Linked DNA regions of Mus musculus: regions 2, 3 and 4 are each linked to region 1. Evidence: chromatin contacts called from public Hi-C and promoter capture Hi-C data. All regions are on one chromosome and are shown on one strand. Each heading gives the region's core, a stretch centred on a gene start, on an enhancer-like site or on the middle of the called end of the contact. The rest is flanking DNA. Distances are from core to core; before and after follow the strand shown. Region 1 holds the start of Srprb (signal recognition particle receptor, B subunit). Region 2 holds the start of Ryk (receptor-like tyrosine kinase). Region 3 overlaps Ryk (receptor-like tyrosine kinase). Region 4 has its middle 80 kb from the start of Ryk.

Region 1 (2,768 bases), core at 75-2,574:
GTTTTCCTAGAGTCTTTTTTATATAACTCCCAGGGGGCTGGAGAGATAGCTCAGTGGTTAAGAGCACCGACTGCTCTTCCGAAGGTCCTGAGTTCAAATCCCAGCAACCACATGGTGGCTCACAACCATCTGTAATGAGATCTGACTCCCTCTTCTGGTGCATCTGAAGACAGCTACAGTGTACTTAGATATAATAATAAATAAATCTTAAAAAAAAAAAAAGAATTAACTCCCAGGGCTGGAGACTCAACTAAGTTGGATAAGATCCCATCCTGCTTCTAGCAAAGGGACCTGAATTCAATTCCCAGCACCCACATCAGGCAGCTTTGAAGACCGACTCTACAAAATCTGACACATCTGGCCTCTACAGGTACAGGCACTCATGTGCATATACCCACACACATACATATAATTAAAAAGAAAAAAAAATATTTTTAAAAACATGTCCTAAACTTGCTGTACCAAATAAACTGCAAGATGACAGGGCTACGGAAATGCCTTACCCATCCCTCTTAAGTCTAACCGAGGTGAAAATCAAAGCATTACCCTGACAAACAGCAACGTTTTCCCAGAGTCACAGAGACCAACGAAGAGAACAGCTCTCTGACTGCTCTTTCGGCTCCAGATGAACTTCCAGAACACTGCAGAGAAGAGAAAGGCAGCCTTCATTTTCTAAAGACATTATTAGTAGGCATTTACGACAAAAAAACAAAGCGTCCATCTGGACTACTTTCATTGTCACACGGATTAGAGTCAGTTTTGTTAGGAACTCACGGAGCGCCAGCCACTATCAACTGTAAACCTTTTCACGTCTATTTCCCTCATCCAAATGTGGAGACTAAAAGTATACACAGAATGATGGATCTGGGAAAAATTAGTGGCTTGCTACATTTGATTGGTGGATTTCTACTCTACCTTAGTACCCCAGTATCTCAGAGCCCAGTTCAGACACAAGTGGCTCAAAGTTGGAATGAACGATGGCGGCCGCAGCGCTCAAGCGCACAGGGCCGCCTCATGTAAGTCCTGTCCCAAGACCCAGGTCACTTCAGCGTCCCCTTTCCACACTGCTGGGTCTGGAAGACGAGTAGTAGAAGAGGGAACGCAGCCGTCCGCCTCCCTGGCCTGCGGCGCCGAGCCACCCTGCCCTCGCCGTGAATGCCGGCCGCCTCACCCAGCGTCAGCAGCACCGCCAGGAGAGCCACCGCCACGGAGAGCAGCGTCGGATCCCTCTGCTGCAGCTCCTGTCGTAAGGAGTCGAGGTAAGGCTGGAAGGCGCCACCGGCGCCATCGCCAACTCGCCGGGTGTTCGCCGAAGCCATGAAAGAGGTGTGTAGTCTTCCCGGGCCGCCAAAGTTACGTGGCTCTAGGCTCCACGCCGTGGTGGGGCGCGGGGCATCACGGGAGTTGTAGTCCCTTAGGGGTATCTCGGCTAAGTGCCTGATGGGAGTTGGAGTTTTTTGGTTTCTACAACCCAGTTAGCGAGTGTATTCATATCGGCATGCTTTGAGACATGTATAGCTTTGTGGAATTTTTTTTCTTTGCATTTTAATTTTTTATCTTTGGAGAATTTCATAAATGAATATGATGTCTTTTGGTCAAACCCACCCCTCTACTCCCATTTCATTTCGATTTTTGAAAGAATGATGACTTTTAGCAAAATTAACGGCTACAAAACTTCATTTGAGGGTGAGGATTTCTACTCGGCCGTTACATGGGATGAAATTTATGAGAGATTTTACCACAGTATGATGTGACCGAAGATGTGATGGAGTCACAGAGAATCCACAAAGACACATCAAGTCCTTTATGAGGTCAGAGAAAAGTAGCTAGAGATGGACCTGAATCTTGGAGGATGCATTAACCTATACCGGCAACTAAAGAAAACAGAAAAAGACGCACGGAAGAGAAGCTTGAGTAAAAGCCAATGACATGTGGGAAACTCGGGAATTCTGTGTCCTGCATTGACACGTCCAGCACGGAAAAAAATGACTGCATTTTAAAAAGCAATCAGGAAAATCAGTGCTCGGGAGGATGTGGAGGTGTCGACGATAGATTGATCATTCCCACCCAAAGGAAGCAGGCCTACTCAACCAGGTAGGCCATTTGAGAGGCCCAGAGTAGACAACATTTTTCAGTTTCTCAAGAGGACTTATTTATAAAAGATCTTCATGGGAACTCTTCTACTTAAGATTTCATCGGGTAATCGAAACATTTAAAAAAAAATGTGAGCTTCAATTTAAAAATATCTCTGCGAGTCAGAAGTGGCCAAGCCTCGAGGGCCATTTGCAGCCTCTGTCATTAAGTAGCTGTCATTATTTTAAAGTATTTAAGTACAGGTCTGCCTGGGAGATGACAGGAAAAGTCGATGTCACTTAAAGGCTAAACAAATTCATTAAAATGTCGCACTGCCACATAAAACCCCAACTCCTGCAGGTACCAGGAAGAGAGGAAATGAGACATTCCCTTCCTCTCTAGTGTGGCAGTGAGTGATTGGGTAGGAAATGAAACAAAGATGTTAAAGTTTGAGTTTGGAAGGTTCGCAATGTGATTTCGATTTCCATACATCCTCAAAAGGCAGAGGGCAGGTGAGAAGAAGCCCACTCGAGAGGGCCACTCCGTTGGCCTTACCATCGCCAGATACTGAGTCGCTGGCTACAGGCTATGTATAAGAATGATTAGATTGTCCATGGAAGCAAAAGTGGCAGAAAGGCAGCTGGAAAAGTTTGTAGGAATCAGACCTGGGAGTGGTTTTGTGTGCTATGCTGAAG
Region 2 (2,768 bases), core at 190-2,689, 370 kb before region 1:
CCCACTTCCTGGTCTCTTCCTGCAGGGCACTGTATTCTGTGCTGGGGAACTGAAGCTTGACAAATTGAGGCCAGCTTGTCTCCAAATGGAATCCATCCCTCTCACTACAGGAGAGAGGGGGGAAAAATATCAAGATCCAACTATCCTCCTCTTCGGTCTCTCTCCCTGCCCTGGCAGGGGATACAGGTAATATCTCTCAGGGCCTGCGTGTGGATGGGCAACTGGGAGCTTGAAGCTAGGCCGGGCAGAAAGCAGCTGCTCTCCACAGGCAAGGAGGGAGGCATAAGGTCAGTGAACGGGTCACAGGGATGGGATGACCCTGTTCTGGAGGAAGTGAGAAGGGATGCTTGGGAGCCAGCCTGAGTGATGGCTTGTGGAGTAAGCTTGACTGGGGCTTCCCCAAATTCTTCATCAGAGTCTCTGGGATGTATCAGAGATCCTTAACCGGTTTAGGGAGACAAGGGCTTCCTAGAGCAAGGGATGAAATGTAAAAACCACTCTCCAGTATGTGAAAGCACCCATGCACACAGACAGCCATGTACAGCCATAAGCACACACTCACATACATTCCATGTTTTGGAGGGGGGGGCTGGCATGGACCACAGGTTAAAAGCCCAGATACAGGTTGATTTACAGTAAAGGAGAACTAGGATAATAAAAGTTCGTCACATGTAAAAATAAGCTTGCTGGGCATGGGTGGCACAGGCCTTTAATCCTGGCACTTGGGAAGCAGAGGCAGGCAGATCTCTGTGAGTTCAAGGCCAGCTTGGTCTACATAGCAAGTTCCATGCGGGCCAGGGCTACATAGTGAGACCCTGTCTCAAAACAAACAAACAAACAAACAAACTGTAAACCAAAATACAAAATAAAAAGTTTACTAAGGTTTTATGAGTTTTTTTTGTTTTTGTTTTTGCTTTCTGGAAAGTGTGTGGCATGTGAATTTTAGGGAACAGACATGCTAACTAGAGGCTGACCTCTGATGGTGGGATAAGGGAAGATTTCTACGTACCCGTCCCTTCTCACTAAATAAAACAGCATTCTTTTCTTTTGAGACAGCATCCAAGACTCAGGGCGCACCTGGGGAAGAATAAAGAGACCAACCGACTCTAGGCCTCAACGACTTGGGCTGGGGACTGGCTATATTAGCCTAGAGCCCTTCGCCTGGCCAGGGCACTTCATTATTGTTTTTGATTAGTTTGTGTCTCTTTAACTCATTTCCTTTATTCCTCGCGCGTTTCAGCCTGGCAAACAACGTAATGTTATTTATACCAACCCCTACGCGCGGCCCCCACCCCGACCTCAGGTCTGAGACGCTCTCCCGTGCACGCGCGCCCCAGAACCAGGCGCTCTCGGTCGGGCGGCACATGCGTGCGCGCCCTCGCGCACGGCGGGCACGCGCACGCGCGCGTCTCCGCCCGCAGCTCGCCCCCCCACCCCCTCCCGTTCCCGGGCGGCGGGTCTGAAGCGGCGGCGCGATGAGCTGGCCGGCCGCCCCCGGCTCGGGGCTGTGAGGCGCTCGGGGCCGGGGTGCGCGGCGGCGCGGCGGGCGGCGGACGCTCCTGCTCGGCGGCGGCCATGCGCGCGGGCCGGGGCGGCGTCCCGGGGAGCGGCGGCCTGAGGGCCCCGCCGCCGCCGCTGCTGCTGCTGCTGCTGGCGATGCTGCCCGCCGCCGCCCCGCGGTCCCCGGCCCTGGCCGCCGCTCCTGCGGGACCCAGCGTGAGCCTCTACCTGAGCGAGGACGAGGTGCGCCGGCTGCTTGGTGAGTGGCGCGGCTCCCGGGGCCTCGTGAGCCCGCGGTGCTGCCGCTGCGCCGCCCGCGCTCTCTCTCTCTCTCTCCCTCTCTGCAGCCTCCCTGCGCGTGTCACTCTAGGCCGCGGAGCTCCGGAGCCTCGGAGTCGGCGCTCGGGACACGGGTGGCCGCTCCTTAGCCTGCTGTGGGTGGCCCACAGGCCACGCCGCCGCCGTGCGCTTGCTTTCTGGTTAGCGAGTGGGGGGCAAGGTGAGCCGGGCGCCCTGAGTTGTGTGGCATCCTGCACACCTTCGGGCCGACCGGATCCCAAGCATCGGGGTTTGCCTTGGGTTCCTTGAGTGTGACCTGATGCTGCCGTTCCAGGCCACTTGCCTACTCTGCAGACCCTGAAGCGAGAGGAGAACTTGGCTTTGGGGTCCGTCGGCGGTGGTTCCGTTTACCTGTTTAGCCCGTTGTTTGGGGAGTCCGACTCTGCCCTCCGCTTGGAACTCTGTGCATTCTGAAAATCAGCCCTTGAAGGAAGGCCTGGCCAGCCATCAAAAGGAAGTCTCTGATAGTTAGGGATACCCAGCTTTTGCCGTCTTTTGTGCATTAAGGCAGTCCCTTCACTTTTTATCGGGGTGTTTTAGAGTGAAGTGTTGGAACTGGAAAGGTCTCCCCCTAAATATCCATTAAGTGTCACTTTTTTAGTGAGCGAGTATGCCTCCCCCAAGTGTGTGTGTGTGTGTGTGTGGTGTGCGCGCGCGTGTGTATGCGTATGTGTGTATTAGAGGAGGTTTTTTTGTTTGTTTGTTTGTTTGTTTGTTTTGTTTTGTTTTTCCTTTCCAGACAGGGACTTTATGTAGCCTGGGCTGTTTTGGAATCCACTATGTAGACCAGGTTGGCCTCAAGCTCACAGAGAGCCTTCTGCCTGTTAGAAGAGTTTCTTAGGGTCTGTTGAGAGAGTTTAGCCTCGGAATGAAAACTGCTTTTAGCAGACTGTTTAGACATAGTTGTATGTGTAGGTTTATCGGCTTTA
Region 3 (2,768 bases), core at 133-2,632, 310 kb before region 1:
TATTTTTTTACATTGTTTACCTTTTGTTCTCTCCCCCACTTGATCTCTTACACGCTGTGTAGTGCCCTAAGACATGCCTGTTTCTTCAACCCTTACCCTGACTGCCACCCTTTACCCTTACCCGTGTGTTAGGTAAGCAGGTGTTCATGTACATGTGTGCATACATGCAGAGATCCCAGGAGTCAGCCTTAGGATTCTCTAATCAAGTGTTATCCGCCTTTTTGCTTTCTTTTTAAATTATCTTTATTTTATTTTAGTTTAGTTTATGTATATGAATGTTTTGCCTGCATGTGTGTATTTGTACCACCTGGGTGCTCTGGGCCCCTGGGAGGGTGTTAGATCCCCTGGAACAGACAGTTGTCAGACACCAATGGGTAGGTGCTGGGATTTGAACCCAAGTTCTCTGGAAAAGCAGCCAGTACTTCTAACCACTGAGCCATCTCTCCCCAAATCCTCCTTGATCTTTGAGACATCTCTCTCTCTTTCTCTCTGGGACCTAGGGCTTTCCAGTTAGGCTAGGCAGACTGGTCAGCGAGCTCCAGAGATCCACCTGGATCTGCCTCCACAGCTCGGGCTGTAAGCACGTGCCAGCGTGCCCCGCTCTTTTTCATGACCATCAGATTTGCTAGGAAGGCAAGCGCCTTACAGACTAGTCCTTCTTTCCGATCTAAGGAGTGCTCCTTTCTGAGAAAGAAACTAAGCACTTGGCAGAGATTGAGAGGAAATTATTTTTGAGTAGAAGATGTAAAGTTTTTTTGAGATTTACAGTAACTGTTTCTAAATGTACGTAAGGGAGTAGGTGGGAAGGACGGAGGGCTTATGTATATTATTTCTAAAACTTCAGGTTTTACTAGTCATAACTAAAACATCTAGAATTTACTGCCTGTAGTTTAACAAAGTTGCCCGTTTAGAACTTCTACAAATCCTTAAACCCCTCCGCATTCAAACGGTTCAACTCGCTGCTTTGTTTTGTGTTTGTTTCCTCCCCTTAGCTCCCAAAACATTTAATATTTTGTTAGACGATAGTGGGCTTTCTGACTAATTTTGAAGGATAATTTACATGACTCTTTTTACATTTTACTCTTTATAATTATAAGGTTTGAGCCACAAGTATTGTAAAGGAACTGCTTTTTGTTTTCTTATTTTTCTTAAGGAAATACTTTATTTTAATGGCAGTACTTTTGGATTTATAAATACTCCATGCATCATAGTGAGTCCTGAATTCAATCCTGAGTTAGTGTGGAAAGGAAATAAGAGTGATAAGAAAGCGCAGCACAGATCCTGCAGCTCTGTGATAAGCCTTCGCTCTGTGCTGGAGCTGTGGCCACCGCGCCCCCCCCCTCCGCTCCCCAACCCCAGTAACTACTGTGTTCTCCCTGACGGGAGGGAAACAGGAACAAACACAGTGAGTCCTTAGCACTCAGCCATGGCTTATGTGGGCTGGGGACATGCAGTGGTGCTCGTTTGCATAGGCCACATGGCTGAGGTGCTCCACGTTTATCTTTTAGAGTATTGATTCTCTGTTGATGCTGTGTCCTGCTGACAAACATCCCTCACAGGCTGGTGAGCTCTATTTCATCTTAATGCGTGCTGCACAGATAGTAGCTCAACAAAGAATAGGGTTTGGGGGTTTGGGGTTTTGTTTTAGAGAATGCAAATTTTTATGGGGAAAATTGAAGCCTTTTTTTTTTTAAGTTTAATAATTTTGTTCAGAGATCTAATAGATATCCAGTGTCAGTTTCCAAAGACTGAAGTCAGAAATGTCACCTGGATCAAAACCCATGAATTTAGATACTAGAAATAAAATGGAGCCAGGCACAATACACCGTGCTTAGGAGGCGGAGGCAGGAGGATCGGAAGTTGGAGGCCACCTTAGGCTACATACTAAGACTTTGTAACAGTGCAGCAAAGTGTGAAATCTAAGTTCTCTCATCCCCGGAGCCCACAGAAAGGGTGTGACATGGTTCTTCTCACCGTCAGGGGACAACATGGTCCCCAGGTAGTTTTGATTTTTCAAGTAACTTTGTTTTTAAACCGTAATGTGCCTTATGGAACCTTACCAGATTCTGTCATCTGCTCCGGAGTTTCTGTGAAAGCTGCCGTCTCCAGCCAGGGTCTGTCGGCTGCCCTGGGCTGGAGGCTGCTTGTAAGTTACAATGAAAATTGACCCTAGGTAACGAAATGTTAGTGTAACACGTACAGTATTAATCACGGCAGTGGTTTTTGTTTTTGTCTTTGTTTTTAATACATAGACCAAGCATCTGAAGTTCAGGTGACGATGATGCTCACCGAGAGCTGCAAGCTTCGAGGTCTGCACCACAGGTGAGAGCGAGGCTGCGCTTCAGCACCGAGCACAGTGCGACTCCGCACACTTACTCACTTTTTAAGAATGTTATGTCTTGTTCAGAACTGAATTCTTTTGGAAATTCTTTATTTGTTTTCCTTCTGAGTATAAAGGTAAATGCGTGCTCATTGAAAGCAATTTGTAAACAGCAAAGGACGAAGATGGTAGAGAACAGGATGTAAGCTATGTAAATAATAAATGTGCACAACTAAGCTTTCTAAAAGAGTCTACGTATCATGTACCTGTCTCCCTTTAACAAATATGACAGGGTGATGCATACATTAAAGAAAATTGCTACAAAAATTTATATCTATGGAACACCAAGGCCAAAAATAATTAACCATCCATCCTTAGATACAATGAGGTTAATGGTCTGCCATGTACTGTTGAGTGTGTATGCATGCCAGTGTGTGTGTGTGTGTAT
Region 4 (2,768 bases), core at 153-2,652, 290 kb before region 1:
ACACAGCTGGAGTTATCACAGAGAAAGGAGCTTCAGTTGAGGAAATGCCTCCATGAGATCCAACTGTAAGGCATTTTCTCAATTAGTGATCAAGGGGGAAAGGCCCCTTGTGGGTGGGACCATCTCTGGGCTGGTAGTCTTGGTTCTATAAGAAAGCAGGCTGAGCAAGCCAGGTGAGGCAAGCCAGTAAAGAACGTCCCTCCATGGCCTCTGCATCAGCTCCTGCTTCCTGACCTGCTTGAGTTCCAGTCCTGGCTTCCTTGGTGATGAACAGCAGTATGGAAGTGTAAGCTGAATAAACCCTTTCCTCCCCAACTTGTTTCTTGGTCCTGAGGTTTGTGCAGGAATAGAAACCCTGACTAAGACAGTACTAATCACCAAAAGTCCTACAGAGTGGCCTTACCCCCATTTTACAATTGAGGAAATGAAAGTTGAGCTTAGTTGCGTTAAGTAATGCTGTGTCTTAATCCAGGGAGTCTGTCCCCAAACCCTGTGCTACTGAGACGGGAGGAACGGGTTTGCAAGGGAGGCAGGACACCTTAGGAGCCCCTGCTTGTTGGTTCCAACATTTCTAGTGATATAAAAGGTAGTGTTAGTGTTTGGAGTACCAGGTTGGGGGTGGGCTTCATAGGAACTTGAAGTGTTGTAGAGGGAAATTAAAACGGGAGCTGCCTACAAGCAAATAAGAAGGGCACACAGCTAGTGTAAGTCACATTGGGGCTGCCCTGGTTGGTCAGCACATTTTTCTTCAGAAATTTGGTTACAGTGGAGTCTGCTATAACAAATGGTAGATTAAGTCATTGTTTCCTTCTTACATGGTAGTCCAAAGGGAGGAGGGTGGCTAAGAACCCGTCATCCTTTCGCCCTGCCCTTCCTATCAACGGCCATTTTAATGTGGCTGCATGGCCAGTGCTGGGTTCCAACCACATCACTGCGGCTCCCAGAAGAGGGAGCCTTTCTCAGTAAGTGATAGAAAGGCCACCAAGACACTTCTGCTGATATCCATCGGGAAAGACTCGGGCACCAGCAGCAAGGACGTCATTTAGAAAAGAGTCTCCCTAGGCAGCTGGCTGGGGAAAAAAAAAAAAAAACAGTTTGCAAACAGTGGTCTGTGGAAGAGAAATGTTGAGAGAAGAGCGAATCAAGAAGCTGTGTTTTTCCAGATAGGTATGAAGCTAGCAGCACTCTGGAGTGTAGGCTGATAGGGGAAAGGTGTTACCTGGCCATGGGCTCCAGTTAAGTATCTGGTCCAAGATACTGAAGATCTGAATACCTTGGGCCTAAGTCTCCAGAGTAAATCTGGGACTGAGACAGAAAGTAGATGAATGAGAGCTGGTATGTGTGGCTAGAGGAGAATCTGGATCTAAGCCCAGAGTGTCTTCGTTCCAGAAGATAAGCTAGCTCCCTTGCAGTCATGGTGTGGGAGGCAAGGGTTTGGAGTGGAACAGGCACAGCATGGTGTGGTCAGAAGTGGCATCCTAGCACACAGCACCCTCTACTCTATGTTGGCTTGCTCTAACACAATACCTGAGGTGACTGAAGGAAAGAGAAGAGCATATGTTGGCTTACAGTTTTGTGGAGGTTTCAGTTCATACAGGACCAACCCTCTTGCTTTTGAGCTAGTGGCAAGGCAGTATGGAATGGCAGGGCACACGTGGTGGACTAAATAGTTTCTTTATGGGAGCCAGAATCCAAAGAGAAAGGAGCCGTGCAATGCTTACTTGAAAGGCATACCCACTTTTGACAGGAAGGCCTCTAAGCAGTCCCCACCTCCTAAAGGCTCTACCCCCTTACAACTGGGACCAAGCTTTAACACATGGACCTCTGTGGGGACATTAGCCCAAACGTTAGCATCATCTGGTCCCTGGCTTACACACATACACACACCCGCCTTGTGCCTTCACTTCTGATCTCCTCTGTAATGTTGTTCCATACCTACTGCAGTCTAGCAAAGCTCCCTGTTCTATAAAACCCACCTCTCAGGTTCTTCAGTATCCTTAGTCTCTGCTTGCAGTCTGACCACCATCAAATCCACACACACCCCCAACATCAGGTTATTTATAGCATATAAGTGTCACATGAGCAGATGGGAGGGCATCTCACATTTAGACCACAAAAGCAGCTGGCCATGCTAGAGGCCCCTTGGCCCTCTTAACACCAGGACTATCCAGTTGGCACCCCAACTCTGTCATTATCTTCCCCTCTCTCTTGCACTCTGACCCTGCTTCCCACTCTCATCCTCCTCTCTAGCCGCTCCCAGCTTCCCTTGAACTCCATCCTAGTCAACAGCTCCTCCTTCTTGCTGGACAGAGTGTTCCTAGATATCCTCTCCGTTAGCACAGCCTCCCATGCTTCTCCTGGACCCCTCAGACTTGTATGCATGGTTTTCTCTGCCAATGACTTTCTCAGCTTCCAGCACCCCTCCCTCCCTGCCTTCCTGTTAGCATTGAGTTACTACTTCTCAGTGAGTTACCTCCACTCCACTCAGCGTCTGCCCTGACGTGGGCCCAGGGTCCTTCCTTCCTGGGGTAATGGCTCACTTTGCAGGCCCCTGACACCATAGGTGCCAGGTTCAGTGACATTCTCTCCGTGGCATGTGTCAGCATATCGTCCTTGAACTGCCTTCTGTAACTTTGGCTTTTCAAATCCTACTTTGAATAGTTGTTCTTAAATGCTCCAACCTCCCTTCTAGCCCACCACCCACCAGAGGTAATGGGAAAGAAAGCTTATGGTGATACAGGGGCAGTGGGCCTGTTTAGAAATTGTTC

The links. Promoter capture Hi-C pulls out the DNA fragments that hold promoters and counts their contacts. Hi-C and Micro-C count contacts between places; a contact is called where the count stands out from the background.
Region 2: a promoter capture Hi-C map of liver shows a contact between it and region 1, with 3 times the contacts expected there. The contact joins the promoter of Ryk here to the promoter of Srprb in region 1. A contact is called at or near these places in 5 of 39 promoter capture datasets (the 3T3-L1 cell line, 3T3-L1-derived adipocytes and liver) and 1 of 9 other capture datasets (pancreatic islet).
Region 3: a Hi-C map of the G1E-ER4 cell line shows a contact between it and region 1, with 2.4 times the contacts expected there. The contact joins the enhancer-like site here to the promoter of Srprb in region 1. A contact is called at or near these places in 8 of 39 promoter capture datasets (the 3T3-L1 cell line, 3T3-L1-derived adipocytes, the C10 cell line and 3 more), 6 of 484 Hi-C or Micro-C datasets (the G1E-ER4 cell line, adipose-derived mesenchymal stem cells, myocytes and 2 more), 1 of 115 datasets of contacts at active chromatin or transcription factors (embryonic stem cells) and 2 of 9 other capture datasets (embryonic stem cells and liver).
Region 4: a contact with region 1 is called in a promoter capture Hi-C map of the 3T3-L1 cell line, with 7 times the contacts expected there. The contact joins the enhancer-like site here to the promoter of Srprb in region 1. A contact is called at or near these places in 8 of 39 promoter capture datasets (the 3T3-L1 cell line, 3T3-L1-derived adipocytes, cranial neural crest and 3 more), 4 of 484 Hi-C or Micro-C datasets (adipose-derived mesenchymal stem cells, cerebellum, embryonic stem cells and 1 more), 2 of 115 datasets of contacts at active chromatin or transcription factors (both in embryonic stem cells) and 3 of 9 other capture datasets (embryonic stem cells, liver and pancreatic islet).

Annotation. Positions count from the first base shown.
Region 1 is chr9:103,200,741-103,203,508 of GRCm38.p6, forward strand. Srprb (signal recognition particle receptor, B subunit) reads right to left here and starts at 1,325. Exons shown (of 7, transcript NM_009275.4): 1 at 1,172-1,325; 2 at 547-641. The coding sequence starts at 1,319.
Region 2 is chr9:102,833,481-102,836,248 of GRCm38.p6, forward strand. It overlaps Ryk (receptor-like tyrosine kinase), which reads left to right and starts at 1,440. Exons shown (of 15, transcript NM_013649.3): 1 at 1,440-1,759. The coding sequence starts at 1,576.
Region 3 is chr9:102,888,964-102,891,731 of GRCm38.p6, forward strand. It overlaps Ryk (receptor-like tyrosine kinase), which reads left to right. Exons shown (of 15, transcript NM_013649.3): 10 at 2,253-2,322. Among named protein-coding and RNA genes, the nearest start is that of Ryk, 55 kb to the left of the region's middle. Within about 2 kb of position 1,383, at least 18 of the 459 cell types and tissues checked have an H3K27ac peak or open chromatin away from gene starts, as enhancers often do. A contact at or near this core is called in the G1E-ER4 cell line, where this site is marked.
Region 4 is chr9:102,913,354-102,916,121 of GRCm38.p6, forward strand. No RefSeq gene overlaps it. Among named protein-coding and RNA genes, the nearest start is that of Ryk, 80 kb to the left of the region's middle. Within about 2 kb of position 1,403, at least 26 of the 459 cell types and tissues checked have an H3K27ac peak or open chromatin away from gene starts, as enhancers often do.